Regions from separate parts of the Sus scrofa genome. Here region 2 is linked to region 1. The links are chromatin contacts, called in public Hi-C maps. All regions are on one chromosome and are shown on one strand. Each heading gives the region's core, a stretch centred on a gene start, on an enhancer-like site or on the middle of the called end of the contact. The rest is flanking DNA. Distances are from core to core; before and after follow the strand shown.

The links. Hi-C and Micro-C count contacts between places; a contact is called where the count stands out from the background.
Region 2: a Hi-C map of embryonic fibroblasts shows a contact between it and region 1, with 2.1 times the contacts expected there. The contact joins the promoter of TDRD12 here to the promoter of LOC110261352 in region 1. A contact is called at or near these places in 3 of 5 promoter capture datasets (fetal liver, fetal skeletal muscle and liver), 9 of 47 Hi-C or Micro-C datasets (alveolar macrophages, embryonic fibroblasts, fetal skeletal muscle and 5 more) and 1 of 2 datasets of contacts at active chromatin or transcription factors (skeletal muscle).

What each region holds. Positions count from the first base shown.
Region 1 is chr6:42,271,059-42,277,665 of Sscrofa11.1, reverse strand. LOC110261352 reads left to right here and starts at 3,162. Exons shown (of 7, transcript XM_021097538.1): 1 at 3,162-3,691. The coding sequence starts at 3,162. ZNF507 (zinc finger protein 507) reads right to left here and starts at 3,474. Exons shown (of 6, transcript XM_003127012.5): 1 at 3,293-3,474. The coding sequence starts at 3,428.
Region 2 is chr6:42,586,764-42,593,370 of Sscrofa11.1, reverse strand. It overlaps TDRD12 (putative ATP-dependent RNA helicase TDRD12), which reads right to left and starts at 3,787. Exons shown (of 33, transcript XM_021094274.1): 1 at 3,597-3,787. The coding sequence starts at 3,620. It also overlaps the pseudogene LOC102161189.

The DNA of each region.
Region 1 (6,607 bases), core at 1,913-4,412:
CCCAAGAAATGGCAAAAAAAAAAAAAAAAAAAAAAAATCATTTCCAGTTCCTCTCCTCTAGGTCACCTTGGCTGGCTGTGTTCCTCAGCAGAGGCCATCCTCCCCTCTCCTGATGCTGTTAGCTCTGGATAACTGGATTATCCCCGTGGTTTGCCTTTACTACAAGTCCTACACCTTTATCATAAGGATCTCTATAAGTACATCCTCCTCGAAACATCCTAATTTGAGTGTGCCATTTTATTTCTTGGAGTTCAGTTGACAAGAAGGCAGCCATAACATTATTAGATGTTCAGAAGTGACAAGAGGCATGCTATCCAGGGATTAGTGAAAAGACCCACATGGGTGAATAGAAAGGTTTACTAGGAGGAGGAGAGACTATAGACATCAGCAAGACTGGGGGTTTCCTGTTTGGAATCTTTAGATATACAATTAGACTAAGTATATCAAGTTGTTACAAATAAATACATACACGTTGTAACCCAAAGCAGAAAAGTTCTCCAACTTTTTCTACAGAGTCTCAAGTCTTTCCTAGACAACAGAATTCCACTGGTAAAAGCTTATCATTAATGTCTGTTCTAAGAGAAGAGCCAAATTATTTCAGGAGTCTTTATTTCCTTATAATTTGCTATTTGGTTTATTTGTGTATCTAATTAGTCCCTTTCAGTTTTAGCAGTATGGTTTATCATAAGTAAAATCAAGTTGAACAGTTCATGGGGGCTTGAGAAAAGCTGTAATTTTCTGTGTACATATGAAGACAGCTCAGTATGTTATATAAAGAGCTTTTTCTTTCAGAGTAAGAATTTGTTCTTTCCAATTAGAAAAAAAATCATGTTATACAAGTAACGGCCAATTCCTTGTTCTTCCCACATTATCGTAACTCTAAAATAGAAGGCAGGGGACATAGCTCACGGGTTCCTCTCCTAGAGGAACCTCAGTTAGCTGTGTGACCTTAGGCAAGTCACTGTGTCTAAAGGCTGTAGATGTGTGCACTGTGTCTCTGCAGATGTAAAAGAGTTGTGTTGGATGAACCTTCATGTTCCTGAACTTTCATGTTCATTATCTATAAAAAGTTACCTGAAATTGCTTACACATTAGATTTACCTTACTAACATTAGTTATAATTTCCTTAAATTAAAAACACCTTAGCTTAATGTAGTTACTAATTGCCCACCAAGAAAAACTGAGTATATATATCAAAGTACATGAATTTCATAGTCTAAAATTTCTTAGCTGGCATCTAGCCTGAGAGACTATTTGAATTTGGCAGCTGCAATTAAGACATACGGTCTAACTAATGTTAACCAATATTCAGATTTAACATTTACTAGGGCACGTATGATGTGCCAAGCAATGGGCTGGCAGCTACCAAAATAAGTAAGAGGGAATCCTTGCCCTTGAGGTGCTCACAGACCAGAGAGTAGATTCTGTATATTACTTTAAATAATGCTGCCCTGCTTTTTTTTTTTTTTTTGCAGATGGGGACTCTGAGGCTCACAGATGTAAAGTAATAGCTGGTTGAAGAACTGGAATCCAGGCCTATCTGATTCTAAATCCATCCTTTCTCAATACACTAATTTTCCTCTTATTTCTTAGTAGGAACAGAAAAGTGGATGAAAATATCAATACTGGAAAGAGCAACAGTCCCTCACAGTTAGGCTCTATCAAACACTTTACTGTGTTTGAGCCTCATAACTCTTTGGGACAGGCTAGTGTGTTACACAACTCTACAAATAAGGAAACACTCAGGGCAGTTTAAGTGACTTACCCAAGGTTACATGGCTGTTAAGTGGCAGAGCCAGTGTCTTTCAAATCAATTCCTGAAATTAATACAGTCCCTTGGATCAATCTTCAAAATCCAGCTGTGGCCAAGAATGAAAGTATATAGTATCAAACATTTCTCTTTCTTGGTGAAACAAAGCAATGTTTTGTTTGTTTGTTTGTTTTCAGTATATAATTGCCCAATATTGCATGTCATAAAGAAATTCAGAGGAATGCTCATGCAACCAGATCACGTGACACAAATTTACAAAATTTACCTAACAAGCAGACTTCAGGATTTTGCGAAGGTTAGAAAAAACAGCTCTAGAAACTTCTCCAATAAATTGTGTATTTTATGTTTTAGCTCAGAATTTTTATCTAATTGACTCAAAATACTACCTACTGGTTCGATTGCTAGCACTTTCTAATGAAGAAACAATATATTGTACATTGCCCCTTTAACCTTAACCAAAAACAATCTAAAGGGTGATTCTGCACATCCAACAATTTTACAACTGAATGGCAGCCTGAAAAGATAAGACACAGTGGACTGACCTATATATCTTCTAATGCAGTTTCTTGCCCCTGTTCTACTTTTCTTTGCTACTGTTTATGTTAGCTTGAATGAACCTAAAAGATCAAAGAACGCGAATTCCTTTCACCTAGAATGCAACTTCATGATGATGGTTAAGTAAACAGTTCACTGCCAGGGCAGAAAGCACGTATTTGGCTTTCCTCTGAATTAATTTTAAACGGGTTAGTGAGGTAAAGGAATGTAGAGCCAGGCTTTCTCTTTTGATCAATGATGCAACCCATACACTGAGTCAGAATACTTTAGAAAGTACACACTCAAAGAGGTGATAAATCTAGTAATTGCCGGATAACGGAGATCAGACTGATAGCAAATTACAGCCCACTGCAGTAACTAAAAAGATCGCCTATGGGTTGGGATAGTGGCCTCGGCCTAATTAATCATCCAGGCCTTCCACACACAAACCATTCACTCCGGAAGCTCCCAGGTGTTAGAGGGTGGGAGCTTTTTCCAGTCATCTCTGGGGAGATCACTTCATCGAAGAGGTTCGAAATAGCTGTAGAAGACCAGGACTGTTTCTATGTACCAGCTTTTCCTACACCAAACAGCGGCTAAAGGGCTGGAGCGGTGGGGGTTGAGAAAAGTAATCAAAAGATGCAGTGAGGACACAGTTGTTCGCTCCATCCCTGCTGCCCTAAAGCGATTTCACATCTGCTGATGGGAAGGAAGCGACGCCTCGGCGGGCCTGCCTGCGGACCAGGCTGGTGAGCGGGAGGTTCCCCCCACCCCCAGCTGCAGGGCAAGCCCTGGGTCTCCACAGGCCTTGCCGTAGGCGGCACAGGGAACTGAAAAGAGCCACGGAACTTGGCGCATGTGGCGAGCACCGGTCGCGTGTCGGCCGGCTGAGGAGCAAGCGGGCGCCGGTAGAGGCCTGAGGGGAGGACGCACATGGCCCGCGGCGGCGCTAACAGCGGGCGGAGGGGCGGCCCCGGGGCGCGGTACCTGCGGTCGGGCGGCAGCTGCTGCTTCCGCGAGCCTCCTTTGGCCGGCCGGGAGCCTGGCCGTGCCCTCGCCCGGGTCCTCGCCCACCTCTCTCCCGGCTCTTTTCCCTCTTTTCCCCCGCTTTTCCTTTCCTCATCGGGAGCTCCAAAATGGCGGCGTTGGGAACAGATCACGTGAGCCCCGGGCAGGTCAGGTGACCCGAGTGGCGGGCGGCGGGGGCGGGGCGATGCTCAGGCCCCGCCCACTGGCATCCCGGGGGCGCTTGGCTGGGCCGGCGCGAAGACTGTATCCTGCCTTCTCAGTGCAATGCCCGGCACCTAGGCCGAGTTCATGTGCGGGTTGTCGCGTTTCCAATACCCCTGACGTTGTCTTCTCAGTGGTCGTTGGGTCTAGAAGTCAGTGAGTATTCACTTTGGACTCCCTCTATGTCTTCCAAACCTGCTGTGGGCTAGTTTTATAACCAATTAGCCTCTACCTGATCGCCTTTGAACAGTGGGCGTTGACATTCTTTTCAGCCCGCTGCTTCTGACTTAGTTACCGCTTTGGGTTGGGTTATAATCTTTTTGCGGTTCTTGGCCAAAATGCAGAGGTGCTATCTAGGTTCGTGGCTGGACCTCAAAGTGTGTCTGCTGCGGGGCAAAGCTGGCCCTGGAAGATTTATTTGTGGGAGAGATTGAGGGTTTTCAGGGAATGAACTCATCCTGGGGGTTGTAGGGCCAGACTTGGAGCTTGCTTGACTTAATAACACAGCCTCAGTCCTCTGAGGGCTCAGAGTGTGTGTCGTCTGGATCTGTTTTCCACGTACACTCCAGGGTCGTAAGCAGTCCTGTTCTGGTACCCCGCCTGACAGTAAAATGCAGTGTGAGTGAAGCAGTCCACCCAACTTCAGGAATGGTGGGCAGGTTTTATATAGTAGGAACTATACAGCAGGGTGCTTGTCTCTGGACTGAGCAGGTGGGCCGTGAACAGTAGGAGCAGGGCAAAAACACTGAAGATTCCAGGCGTGGTAATGGACTTGTGCATTGAGATACAGGCATTATGGATTTGGTTCTCAACTACTGCAGTAATGTGAGTTGCATGAAGTTTCTGGTTTCCCAGTGCATATAAAAGTTATGGTTATACTATACTGTATAAGTGTACAATAGCATTGTGCTTGCAAAACAGTATACATGCCTTTATTAAAAAATTCTTTATTGCTAAAACATGCTAACCATCATCAAGCCTTCACAGAGTCGTAATCTTTTTGCAATGATAACATCAAAGGTTATAGATCACTATAATAAATATAGTAATAACAATAAAGAAATATTGCAAGAATTACCCAGATGCGAGGCAGAGACACGAAGTGAGCAAACGCTGTTAAAAGTGGCACTGATAGACCAGCTTGGGGCAGGGGTGCCTCAAACCTGCAATTTGCAGAAAAAAAAAAAATGCAGTATCTGCAAAACTCAGTTTAAAAAAAGGTGCAATAAAACAAGTATCTCTCGGGGACTTCCAGGTGTACTTAAAGCAGTTTGGGCTCTCACTTATCAAGTGAAAAGAAGATCCAGTAAAACCTAGTCATTGTTCAAACAGGTCAGTAATTCCTGAGATAACGGTAAGTATCTCAGCTCAGGATACAAACTCACTTGAATGCGGGGGTGGGGAAACCCACGAAGTTAGAACCCTGCTTTTCCACAGAATTCTTTGCCAGTTGAACCAAAAAACTAAAAAGAAGGAAAAGTAAAGGGTTAAGTAATTTTTTTCAGTAGAAGAGATTGAGACTGGCATGGAAGGGTGGAAGGAAAAAAAAAAAAAGCAGAGATGCATAAAAAGGGAGAAAGAACAATGAGTGTGCAAATCTCTTCCCTTTTCCTTGTGAGCTGCTGACACAAACCCTCCTCATTTTAACTATCTGAAGAGAGGCTTTTTTTTTTTTTTTAAGTACTGGTTTAACTGTAATGTTTATGAATCTAAAAGTGGACAGAACAGGAATTAGAGGATTACTTGATCAGAGTAGGGAGCAAAAACAAAGTGGAGAAACTATTCTCTAGGGAAAGTCAGGGAATTCCAAAACAAAGGAGAGAAGGTTAAGTGTATCTTTGTAGTTCCTGTGGGTCATCTTTTCTGATATTCATCAGCTATTTCCCAGTGTCCTCCTTCCAGCACTTGTTTAGATAAAACTTCCTGGCCCTCTTCCTGGCTCAGAGGTATGGCCTGTGGCAGGTGTTGGCTAATGAACTGTATGCAGAAGTGAGGGCGACCATCCTGGAACATTTAGTTGCCAGGGCAGTTCCTTCCAGACTGCCCTTTCCTTGCTGGCTAGAGGCCCAGCAGTGTTCGCAATGGTGGCCACCCCTTCAGCCCACATTTTGGCCTAGGACTGTGAGTGGCAGTGAGGAGCAGAGCCCCCAGATGACCCACAATGGATGTGCAGAGTGAGAAAGTCACCGAGGTTTTGAAGCTGTGTCATACCACAGCACGACATGGCCACTGCTGACTGACCCTCCTCTTCCCTACATTGAAGTAACTGGAGGAGGGAGAACCGCTAGGAATAAAACATTACAGGCAGATAGGAATGTGAATGAATGAAGTAGGGCCTTCATTCCTGAAGACAGAGATGCTATAAGACACAGAATCTGGAGTTCCTGTCATGGCTCAGTGGGTTAAGAGCCCGACTAGCATCCACAAGGATGCAGATTCGATCCCTGGCCTCCAGCATTGGGTTCAGGATCCACTGTTGCCGTGAGCTGAGGTGTAGGTCACAGACACGGCTCGGATCCTGTGTGGCTGGCAGCTGCAGCTCTGATTTGACCCCTAGCCTGGGAACTTCCATTCGCTGTGGGTGTGGCCCTAAAAAGCCAAAAAAAAAAAAAAAAAAAAAAAAAAAAAAGAGAGAGAGAGAGACACATAATCCAATAGAAAAACGTAGGCAACTTCAAAAAGCCAGTGGAGCAAAACCTCAGTATTTTTTCTTTTATACAAAAGCGCTCCAGAAAACTGAAGTAAACATTTCTATGGGACTACAAAGACATTCAGGTGTATTATCACTGGACTCATGGATATCTCACCAAAACTCTTCATTTCTTGGGCTGCTCCCACGGCATATGGAGGTTCCCAGGCTAGGGGTCTAATTGGAGCTGTAGCCACTGGCCTACACCAGAGCCACAGAAACACCAGATCCCAGCCACGTCTGCAACCTACACCACAGCTCACGGCCACACTGGATCCTTAACCCACTGAGCAAGCGCAGGGATCGAACCCGCAACCTCCTGGTTCCTAGTCGATTTGTTAACCACTGAGCCACAACGGGACTCCTCACCAAAACTCTTCTAA
Region 2 (6,607 bases), core at 2,538-5,037, 320 kb before region 1:
TAACCCACTGAGCCACAATGGGAACTCCTCCCTTTAGTTTCATTTATCTGAGTAATTATGTAGTAAGTGTCTCTCTTCCCACATTCAGTAATCTGAGTGGCTGTACGTGTAATTTATGACATCAGTGACAGAACTCATCACCTAACCTTCAATTTCATGTTCAATTCACCGTAGCACATCGGATTTGCATAATAAGTTCAGCTACTTCAGTCAAGCTTACTTTCCAGTATCAATTATAAAAAGATGCTAATGTCAAAACATCAAGAAAATTCCAGACTAAAGAGCACTCGGCCCACTGTGGTCATGCGTCGTGAGGGGACCCTGGGCAATTCCTGCTTCCATCTCAAGCCTGCCACCTCTGGACAAAGCAGCAGCCTGGTAAGCAGCCCAAACAGGACAACCACTCTTGAACTGTGGATTTCACTGACAGGACTGAAGTCATCCACAGCAGCCAGCAGCACAGCTGTTTCGACCACAGTCATGAGGTCACAGCCTGCCGCCTTCAGAGTTTCACCTGTTTCTAAGGCTTGTTTAGCCTCTTCCATCACCCCTCCTGCAAAAAGCTGTCCCCTTAAAGGGTCTGTGCCTTGTTGTCTTGAAATGTAAGTGACCCTGTCCACTAACACAGCTTGATTTGAGGACCAGTGGCCTTGAGGCTTTCTCTGTGCTGATCACCTTTCTGATCAAGGATGACATAACTAATCCTTTTCTCTTGGAGCCATTCTGGGTCTCACTGCATTCCGCCTTCCTCATTTTTGACACAACTGCCTGTTGCCTGGGCTGCTTCCATAATGTATGTATATATATATATTTGTTTGCCTTTTTTTTTTTTTTTTTTTTTTTTTAGGGCCACAACATATGAAGACTCCCAGGCTAGGGGTCTAACCCGAGCTACAGCTGCCGGCCTACACCACAGCAACGCCAGATCCAAGCTGCGTCTGAGACCTACACCACAGCCCAGGGCAACGCCAGGATCGTTAACTCACTGATTGAGGCCAGGGATGGAACCCACAACCTCATGGTTCCTACTCAGATTTGTTTCCTCTGCGCCACAACAGGAGCTCTCATAATGTGTACATATGTGTATGTGTATATATATACACACATTTTTTTTCCCCCTTCAGGCCACACCCGCGGCATATGGAGGTTCCCAGGCTAAGGGTCTAATCGGAGCTGTAGCTGCCGGCCTACGCCAGAGCCACAGCAACGCGGGATCTGAGCCGTGTCTGCAACCTACACCACAGCTCATGGCAGCGCCGATCTTTAACCCACTGAGTGAGGCCAGGGATCAAAGCCGCAACCTCATGGTTCCTAGTCGGATCCGTTAACCACTGACTGAGCCACGATGGGAACTCCCCCACAATGTTTATTTTCAATCAACACCTTTTTCTTCCTTAGCCTCATCCTAACAGGTATGTAATGCAAACTATGACTTCTTACTTTTAGAAAATATTACAAAATACGTAACTTAAATTTTTAAAATTTAATCATGGTAAAATACACAAAAACTGTACCCTCTTAACCCTATTTGGTAGCATCAACTACATTCATGTTGTTGTGCTATCATGATCACCATCTCTCTTCAGGACTTTCTCCATCTTGCAAAACTGAAACTCCATGGTCACTGTACAATAACTCCCCATTTCCCCAGGCCCTCAGACCCTGGCAACTACCATTCAACTTTCTGTCTCTATAAATCTAGGCAACTCAGATAAGTGAAATCATACAGTATTTGTCCTCTTGTATCTCTTCTTTCACTTAACATGCTATCAAGACTCACCCGTGTTGTAACATGTATCAGAATTTCCTTCCTTCTTAAGGCTGAATGATATTCCATTGTGTGTATACACTATTTTGCTTATCTATTCATCTACTGGCAGACACTTGGGGGAAAAAACTTATCCATGTAAAAGTTAAATTAATCTGGAAAACTACAGCTGGTACAGGTACCACACCTGGGAAAAGACTCCTATACTGGATACAAAATTTGCTCTGAGCATGAGCAGAGTAAGAACCAGCAGTGGGGGCAGAGCTGAGGAAGTAGAGAAAAGGGTTCTAGGGTCCAACGGAGAAAAAAAAAAAAAGCTTTCCCAAGCTGGAGGCAATCAAGGTCCAGCCACTCCTTCCAAAGTTCTGCCCCCGTGGATCTGCACATGGCAGCATCCATAGTCCTTGGAAGAGCCCTGTTTTTCTAAAGGAGCAACCCAACCAGTGTATTCAGGGAGAGTGGTGGAGAGGAGCTTGAATCTGAAAACCCTGGAAGTCTCAGAGGAACTCCTCTGTAACAATCAGCTGCTTCAAATGCTTGTGAATCTCTGTGCGTATAAATTACACAAAATAGGAGCAGGAAGGTTGAGTTTTGGCTTTGTTTTTGTTTTTAATGCCATCACTCTGCCCACTGAAGTAGGATCTTTTTATTTCATTTTTTTTTTTTTTGTCTTTTGTTGTTGTTGTTATTGTTGTTGTTGTTGTTGCTATTTCTTGGGCCGCTCCCGCGGCATATGGAGGTTCCCAGGCCAGGGGTTGAATCGGAGCTGTAGCCACCGGCCTACGCCAGAGCCACAGCAACGCAGGATCTGAGCCACGTCTGCAACCTACACCACAGCTCACGGCAACGCCAGATCGTTAACCCACTGAGCAAGGGCAGGGACCGAACCGACAACCTCATGGTTCCTAGTCGGATTCGTTAACCACTGCGCCACGACGGGAACTCCTCATTTTTTTTTTTAACTTATTTACTTATTTGGACACACCTGGGGCATATGGAAGTTCCCAGGCCAGGGATGGAATTCCAGCCACAGCTGCAGCAACGCCAGATCCTTAACCCACTGCGCCACAGCTTGAACTATGTTTTTTGTTTTCTTTTTACAGTTATTTGTATTTCCTCTTCCCAGGATCCCAAACCCACCCCTTTGCATGGTTTGTAAACGCCTTCCTCGAAGTATGCATGTGAACACCAAGCCTTTGCAGTCTCAGGCATCATTAAAGAGCACGCCCCTTGACTCAAATAAGCAGCAACAGCTGTCGGGACCGCTTCACAAGTCCCCGTCTGGGGCGAGACCCCGCCGCCCTCGCGGGGCTCCGAGCACGGTGCGAGCCCCGAGGCGCCCCGCGTGGAGAAGGGGTGGCCGCCAGAGTCCGGGCGGTCAAAGCCGGCAGGGGTCCCCACGAGGGAAGCCGGGACGGGCCGAGTGTTCGGAGGGGAGATACAAGTCACCCCCAGCCCTGGCCAAAGGGGTTGGGGGTCCACGCTGGGGGAGAGGAACACGTCCCCGGCCGGGGAGGGGGGATGCGGAGGGTGGCGAGGGGGTCCTCTCTTAGCACGGACCCAGGACCAGGTGTGTGGGCGAAGAGGTCAGAATCCGTTCTCCCTGGCCACTCCCGAGGTTCTAAACACAGGACACCTAGTTACACCTTAATTTTGGAAAACAACGAGTAACTTTTACTCGAAGCATGTCCCAAATACCGCACGGGGCACCTCGAACTAAAACTTCCCGTTGTTTATCGGAAATGAAGGGGGCTGCGGTCTCTTCCCGACGCGGACCCAGCGCGGGGAACGAGTGAAAGGCCGGGCCCGGGGCTCCGCGCTCGCTCACCTTCAGCACCAGCACCTCGAGCATCTTCCTCGCGCCAGGCTGGCCGCCCGGGGCCTGGTCCCCCCGTCGCTAGGAACTTTGCGGGAGAAAACGGAGTCCCGGGCAAGGCCGCCTCCCCGGGACCGCGCCTCCTCCCCGGGTCCGCACCGCGGAGCCTGCGCGCCCAGTCAGCGCGCCGACCCCCGAGCCAGGACGCCGCCGCCGCGGGCGCGCTCCGCTCCGGCCCCGCGCCCCCGCCGCCCGACCAAGCCTCGAGGCTTCCGGAAAGCCACGCGCTGCACCAACGGCCTGGACAACGGTCGCCGCCAGAAGCACAAGGCCCTGGGGGGTCCGCGGGGGCGGAGCTTCGGGGCGGGGCGGGGGCGGAGCTTCGAGGGGCAGGGGCGTCACGTGGCTCGCTCCCGGGTCCGCGCCACTTCCGAGCGCCCAGGGATGCGAGGGGCCCGGCGGCTAGCCGCCTGGTAGGGCGGAGTGGCTGCCTGCGAGGCCCATGCCCTCTGACTCCTTCTTGGTCATCACAACCCTGTGGGTGAGGAAGCGTCCCTGACCCTGGCTTTCTTGAGCTCCAACCTCTACTTTCTGGAAAGGCTCTGGGTCCCTGTTCTCCTCTTACCTGGACCTCAAAGGTCTTACGGTTACTTCTTGGGACCGTCAAAGGTCGCAGGCTGCAGCCTCATGGACCAGGTCCTGGCCAGGACTTCTATTTTGTTATTGATTGCTGAAGTTCCACAGGGTTTTCTAAATTTTCACTTGTGGTTTCTCACCTGAGAAGTGGGACTCAGAGATTGCCTCTCAGAATTAGATGAGGTTGTACTGTGAAACAGGACACAGGAGAAGTGTAAAGGAGAGTTAGCTTTTGTTACTATCTCGGGACTCTCTCTCCAACATTTGAATAAACTGACAAACAAGAAAGTGAATATTCCTTTAAAATCAAAGGAACCACAGCTTGGAAAATGTGCTGGGCCTAGGTGGTTTTCCGGGTGAATTCTTTCAATATTTTAATTGCGAAAAAAACAATGTCTTAAGCTCCCGGCAAAATGTTAATTTGCTAATAAAGGAGCCAAGAAGATGGCACAAAAAATGCACCAGTTTAGAGCATTGCAATCGTGAGGTTATATATTTGGGAAACAATGTTCACATAAGTATCCAGTCTTATATTGTTTGCTTTCACAAGGTCCAGCAAACATGTGCTTAAAGTCTCAGGCAGGAAGGTTGGAGAGGAGATCTGTGTTGACTACCCACTGGGGGAAAACACAGCTTAAAGTACAGGAAGTTCACCTGTTACTGAATTGGATTAACCAAGCCTCATCCCCAGGCAGACATCTGCAAAGGCCAAATCACCTGAAAGCTCCAGAGCTTGTCAAAAAAAAAAAAAAGATGGGAAACAACTCAGGCAAATTTAAACAGGAGGCCCCCGAAGCAGTTTCTAAGCCCCAGAGAACATGCAGAGTACAGCCCTCTCCTAGTTCTTAGTGTGGGGTCAACACTTCTTTTTCCTTTGACTAGATGCCATGCTACAATATGGTGTTTCTCAAACTTTTTCACAGCATGGCTCACAGAAAATGAAAATATATATCACACTGGGATAAAGAGTCAAGACTGGAGTTCCCACTGTGGCAAAGTGGATTAAGAATCTAACTGCATTGGCTCAGGTTGCTGTAGCAGCAATAGTTGATCCCCAGCCCAGTGCAGTGTGGTTAAAAAGGATCTGGTGTTGCCAGCTGCAGCTTAGGTTACAGCTGGAGCTGGGATTCAATCCCTGGCCCGGGAACTTCCATATGCCAAGGGTACAGGCATTGAAAAAAGGAAAAAAAAAAAAAAAAAAAAAAAAGGAAAGGATGGAGTTCCCGTTGTGGCTCGGTGGTTAACAAATCTGACTAGGAATCATGAGGTTGCGAGTTTGATCCCTGGCCTCGCTCAGTGGGTTAAGGATCTGGCATTGCCATGAGCTGTGGTGTAGGTTGCAGATGCACCTCGGATCCCCGTTGCTGTGGCTCTGACGTAGGCTGGTGGCTACAGCTCTGATTAGACCCCTAGCCTGGGAATCTCCATATGCCGCGGGAGCGGCCCTAGAAAAGGCAAAAAGACAAAAAAAAAAAAAGAGTCCAGACTGCTGCAATGGGAGCTCACTGCATGGGGCTCTAGCCTCCTTGAGGCTGCAAGGAGTCCATATCTGAACCTGTCCCCCCTCCCCCCAAATAGTGGGAAGCACTTTTTTTTTTCAATTTGGGGGCTTTTTTTTTTTTTTTCATTTTTTTGCTTTTTAGGGCCGCACTTGTGGCATATGGAAGTTCCCAGGCTAGGGGTTGAATTGGAGCTACAGCTGCTGACCTACACCACAGCTACAGCAATGCCAGATCCAGGCTGCATCTGCAACCTACACCAAAGCTGACTGCAACACTGGATCCTTAACCTACTGAGCGAGGCCAGAGATCAAACCCCCAACCTCATGGTTACTAGTCAGATTTGTTTCCACCGCACCACAATGGGAACTCTTTTTTTTTTTTTTTTTGCTTGGGATCATAATCAAAAGGCTGTAACATCACATCTTAACATCATTAAGATACCTTAATCGAGGCTCTTGTGTCAATGACCTCACTGTCAGCCCTCACACAATACCTATGTGGGGCTGTGGTCTTCACTTTAAAACATTTTGGGAGTTCCCGTAGTGGCCTAGTGGTAATGAACCCAACTAGTATCCATGAGGACTCGGGTTCAACCCCTGGCCTCACTCAGTGAGTTAAGGATCCTTGGATCCAGCATTGCCGTGAGCTGTGGTGTAGGTCACGGACGTGACTTGGATGCCGCGTTGCTGTGGTGTAGGCAAAGGCCAGCAGCTGCAGCTCCGATTTGACCTCTAGCCTGGGAACTTCCATATGCTGCAAGTGTAGCCCTAAAAAGACAAAAACAAAACAAGAAAAACTTGATTTTGTGACTTTGTGGGCATTCTGCTCTTTCTTCCTGAAAATCTATGCATTCTGTCTGACATTCAAAATGTCATCCAGGTATTG